2 separate regions of the Mus musculus genome follow, and region 1 is linked to region 2. Evidence: chromatin contacts called from public Hi-C data. All regions are on one chromosome and are shown on one strand. The core of a region is the stretch at or near the end of the contact, and the rest is flanking DNA. Distances in the headings are between cores, read along the strand shown. Region 1 has its middle 130 kb from the start of Gm41290. Region 2 holds the start of 4930592A05Rik (RIKEN cDNA 4930592A05 gene).

Region 1 (2,700 bases), core at 93-2,592, 250 kb before region 2:
TATGTTCTTGTCCTTGCCTGTCACCATCTGGTTATCTCTGGTGCTAGCTGGTCTTGCTGTCTCTGACTGTGACTTGTTTCTCCTGCAAGCCTGTATGTTGTATCTGTACTTTTAGGAGACCAGTTCTCTCTGGGAAGAATTTGTATATGAAGAGCTGTGGCACAGGGTCAGTTCTGGCCATAGACAGGAACTGGAACTATCCTGTCCCAGGCTGCTCCTTGGTTCCTATGTCCTGAAGGCTACCCGACGGGTCTGTCAGAGCAGAAGTGATGGTCTTACCTGTGTTCATAGGCATGTCCACACTCTTGGGAGGCCAGCTCTTTTCCAGTGGTATTTGGGTATGTAGTACTGTGGCACAGGATCAGATCTGGATGCTGTTGCACAGGATCAACTCCTGACTGAACTGAATATTTAACCATTCCTCTCTTCAGACCTGGACACCGAATCCCTACTGAGGTGATGACCTTTCATCTGGCTATTCCCAGTTCCAAAATACCTTGTCATCAAAGGTATAGAAGCACTCACATGGGTTTCTTTACTGCTACAAACTACAATCCTGGAGCCTATCCCAAGTAACAAAGTCACTACTGTTGCTTGTGAAATTTAGAGTCTATAGGTTGCTTCTAGGATTGGGATGAGCTTCATCCAAATTCTTTATTATACTGGAAATCATTTTGGCTTTAATTAGAACATATTGGTACCCAGGAATAGACTATAGTTGGGAGAACAAAGAGATTTTTTTGTGAAAGAAAGTTGAGGGTTGTATTTAACAACTGACATTTCTTTGCCCTAAGGACATGGTTGAAAGTTAGACAGTGTTCTTTATAATTGGTACTTAATCAGCATCTACTAGATGAACAAAATAAGGTAAGTGTGAATTGGATATTGATGGATGAGTAAACTTAGATAAAAGAATAGATGAGGTGAACAGGAAGATATCTCTAGTACAAACTCACCAAAGGCACAATGCAAAGATGAATGTGAGGCATTTAATAAAATATAGATGTCCATAAGGCTGTAAATGAAAATAGGATGTGTGGAGAGAGTTTAGGTTCTTGTTACTGATATTAGAGCATTCTGGTTGACTTTTAGCAGAAGATGAGGTAGAGAATTTAATCCTAATTTTGTAAATATCTGTTAAATGGCAATCAGTTTGACCCAAAGACTAAAGAATGTTAAGTTGTCCCTGTGGCTTGCACAGTCACCATCTCCAGGCATGTGAGCTCTTCCCAGGATAACAAACTAAGCCTGTGGGATTCTCACCGTGCCTCACTTCCTGCCTCTCTTATTAGCAGCATTCTTCTCATGTCTCCTTCAAAGCATCTGAGCTGGATGACTAACCTAAAAGCAGCCCACGGAGTGGGAGATGTGGCTCTCCACCTCACAGCTGCTGTTGGCTCCTGGGTTACCAGCTGATTATTTCTTGGTTTCTGAATCCCAAGGGAAAGGTTGTGGGGCCTGAGCCTGACTCAGGAGTGAGTCAGAGCTGAGCATCAAAGATGAAGGACTCCCTGCAGCTGGACACCCTCTTTCAGGGGGATCAAAAATACTGAAAAGGAGAATGGACATTTATATTATTAATCTTTTAAAGAACGTTATGCAACTGACTAGTGTGTTATGGAAAGTCTGAGCTCAGTAGAGGAAGAAAACATAATACTGAAAGCTGAATGCAAGGAAAAATCATTAAAGAAAAATGTAAAACCCATACCACACCCACAGCTGTTCACGGAACTGACCGTGGTTTACTGATTCAGCCTGCTTCTTACTTGCTGTTTTTTCTCTCCTACATGCTCTTCTAACCTTCTCCCCTTTCCTGTTCTCTGCCACTAGTTGAGTTATCCACCCCCTAACTCCCAGGGTGCCTTGTTTTGTATGGACTGTTCCAAGGGTTTTTCATTTGTCATTGTTGTTCACACACACACACACACACACCACAGTTCCCCCCTCTTCTCTTAGTTCATCCATGTCACCTCCCTTCTGCCTACCTTCATCCACTCCTTTTCCATTTCTCTTCAGAAAAGGGCAAGCCTCTTATGGATTGCAACTAAATATGTCATGTTAAGTTTCGGTAAGACTAGACTCTCCCCATGTATTAAGGCTGGACAAGGCAACCCAGTAGGACAAAAAGGGCCCAAAGCATGCAAAAGAGTCAGAGACAGCTCTGATAAGTGGATATATTAGCCCAGAAGCCCAGAAGCCCAGAAGCTCAGAATACCCAAGATACAATTCACAAACCACATGAAACTCAAGAAGAAGGAAGAACATAGTGTGGATACTTCTATTCATCTTAGAAGCAGGGAACAAAACACCCATGAAAGAAGTTACAGAGACAAAGTATTGAGTGGAGACTGAAGAAATGACCATCTAAAGACTGACTTACCTGGGGATCCATCCCATTTACAGTCACCAAACCCAGACACTGTTGTGGATGCCAACAAGTGCTTGCTGACAGAAGCCTGATATAGGTGTCTCCTGAGAGGCTCTGCTAGTGCCTCACACATACAGAGGTGGATGCTCACAGCCATCCATTGGACTGAGCACAGGATCCCCAGTGAAGGAGCTAGAGAAAGGACCCAAGGAGCTGAAGGGGTTTGCAGCCCCATAGAAGGAACAACAATATGAATTAGCCAGTTCCCGCACAGCTCCCAGGGACGAATCCACTAACCAAAGAGGGACTTATGGCTCCAGCTGCATATGCAG
Region 2 (2,700 bases), core at 152-2,651:
ATAACCACCTCTGCCATAAAGATACATGAGACTATATCTGATGTAAAGTGGGTGTTCAGAAATGTGGGACTTCTTTCCCCTCTCCCCATATGGTGAAGCAAAACCAGAGGTGGTTACAGGGTAATTGCTGGTAGAGCCCGTATTTGCTTTAGAAGTAAAATTTCACCAGCTAATTTAAACTTGTACTTGATTAAGACAGAGATTAGAGGATGCCTAATGTATAAAAAAGAAAGAATTGGCCTACAATTTAATGAGAATTCTGTTCTTTTTACTCATGCAGTCCTGTCTCAGGGCTGCAGAAAACCACTTCTGAGCTTAGACCCACAGCCTTCAAAACCATGAAAGATAAGTTTCCATTGTTGATAAGTCAACTTTGTCAATGACTCTTTGTTGTAACAACTGGAGCTAAGCCAGAAAGTATTCAGTCTGTTATCTACCACTTGTTCCTCATTGCAAACACTTTCACACTCATAAAGCTGAGCTGGGATTGTTTTTCTGACTGTGATTAGCCCAGAGTTTCAGCTTCTCAAGGTTATTCTGAATTCCTGGCCATCAAGTCTTTCCAGCAGTTAAAAAAAAAAGTTCCAAATACTGTGGCAGAGAAAGCATGAAGTTAATCACAGAACTCAGTCTCTTGAGTTAGAGGTAAAATAAGGTGGGACCAGAACGGAGGAGCCTTTTACAGGATGGAGAAGTAGAAATTGCTTTATCTTACCAGAAGTATTATGGTATAGGCTTTGATGAAGGAATATTTTCTTGTGAGAATGATAAACTTTTCCTAGAGCTACATTTTCAGATTGGGAGAAAGCAGTTGTTCACTGTGGTCCTCTTTGCTTCTGGTGACTCATTATTCTTAGAGAAGTCTAGAGAGACACAGTATTCTCTATCTGCATACCCTATGGATGGCTACTTTATAGAGCCCAGTTGATGTTGGCATTTGCATGTCCTAACACTACTACATAGTTAACAGATAGGTTATGGATATAAACCTGAGGTGAATGGTAGATTTGGACTTTTATATACTCATATTTTTATAAGAGACAGCAAGATGACCTTGAAAGAAGGATCACATTAATGAGTCACCAGGCATATAAAGCTAAGTGTGTGTGTGCGTGTGTCTATATGTGTTTCTGTGTTATTATGAGTTGAGCTACAGATATGAAACTTGACATATGCTAGGCAAATTCTATATTATGATGCTATTGCCTCAGCAAGACTTATAATTTTTAATAAAAGCCCATAGAGACTCTCCTACTATTGAAGATAGGATCTAATTCTTCCCTCAGACTCTAAGCTGGCCATAGTGAATCACTCTTCTAAGAATTTTGGTGGAATAATGTTCCACTGAGGTTATATCATAAAGAATGTTGCATATTGTGCCTAGATCTTCTGGAATGCTCACTTCAGAGTGTTCCCTCTTGGGACTGGTACCATGTTCTAAGAAGTCTAAGTCACATAGAGAAGACATATTCAGACGGTTCACCTGAATTTACAGCCCACAGCCAGGACCAGTTGCCAGCTATTTGATGAGCTGTTTTGACCCAGTCAGTAAAGTTTGAATTTGTGCTATCCCAGGTGACATAGGAGGTCTATGGAAACTCCAAGGAGGAAACACCCATCTGAATTCAGTTAGCCTAGAAAATCAGAAGTCATACATTGCATAAATGGCTTGTTATATAACAAGGAGGGGATTTTCCAAGTCACTAGAGAAGTGTTCCAGAAAAATCTGGCATCATGAGAAATACAACCACTTGAGCTTGAAATTGGGGTTGCTCTGATTTCATGGGTAGCATTTGTCATCACCACATAAGCAGAGTGTGTCTAGTTTATGGAGGAGTAAAGTGACTTGTCCATTTCTTAGAGAAACCTGTCTTCTTCCTTGCCCAGAGAAGAAAGCAGTGGTTCTAAGTTTACTAAAGGCACAAGGACCTTTTTTGTCATAAGAGATGCAACAACCCCAGATGGTGATCCACTTTCATGTATAGGTGTATGAGAGGAAGGGAGTGTTGGAATTTAAGGCAAATGACATAAAACATGATGAGGTTGAACCCTAGTTGAGGATTTAGGGAATATTTCAATGACATTAAGATCTTAGATATTCACCCATTCAATAGTAACTTATTGTGGATATATTTTGCTATGTTTTGGGACCACAATGTATCTGGATATAGCTTCATAGATGCTTCATGATCTAGTAGGGAAGACAGCTGGTAAATGGGATTGGCAAGTGAGTTGAGGTGGAAGCCACTGACAAGGGGCACCAGAGGAGGAGTTGATAAGGACTCCTCTGGGTTATCAGCTGCCCCACACTGAGGCACAGGTCCTGTAATCTGCCAGGTCTTTTCCATGTCTCCTGCTAAGGCCTGCTGATGCACACAGTACCCTCTCCTGCCCTGAATATAAGATAAAGCATCTCATTTATGTCTTGATTTTGGCTCCAAAAATGACTTCTATGTGCGTGAATCCTTTTCACTCTGTGTCCTATTACTTTTTCTTATCCCTACTCTAAAATATTTTTAAAAGGAGAAAATTTTAAATAAATTACCACAGAGTTCAAGATGGCAGACAGTGACTAGAGCCAATTTCCCTCACTTCCAATGTGGGCTTGGCTGACAAGTGATTTTCATACATTCCTGGAGAAGTTTTGCATCCATCTTTCTATTGTATGCCCTTCGCACACACTTGAGATTCTCATGAGCA

The links. A called contact is a pair of places that touch in the nucleus more often than the background predicts.
Region 1: a contact with region 2 is called in a Hi-C map of embryonic fibroblasts, with 2.1 times the contacts expected there. The contact joins the enhancer-like site here to the promoter of 4930592A05Rik in region 2. A contact is called at or near these places in 2 of 484 Hi-C or Micro-C datasets (the C2C12 cell line and embryonic fibroblasts) and 1 of 115 datasets of contacts at active chromatin or transcription factors (fibro-adipogenic progenitors).

The regions. Positions count from the first base shown.
Region 1 is chr15:33,905,968-33,908,667 of GRCm38.p6, reverse strand. No RefSeq gene overlaps it. Among named protein-coding and RNA genes, the nearest start is that of Gm41290, 130 kb to the left of the region's middle. Within about 2 kb of position 1,342, at least 67 of the 459 cell types and tissues checked have an H3K27ac peak or open chromatin away from gene starts, as enhancers often do. A contact at or near this core is called in the C2C12 cell line, embryonic fibroblasts and fibro-adipogenic progenitors, where this site is marked.
Region 2 is chr15:33,652,137-33,654,836 of GRCm38.p6, reverse strand. It overlaps 4930592A05Rik (RIKEN cDNA 4930592A05 gene), which reads left to right and starts at 1,401. Exons shown (of 6, transcript NR_045070.1): 1 at 1,401-1,544.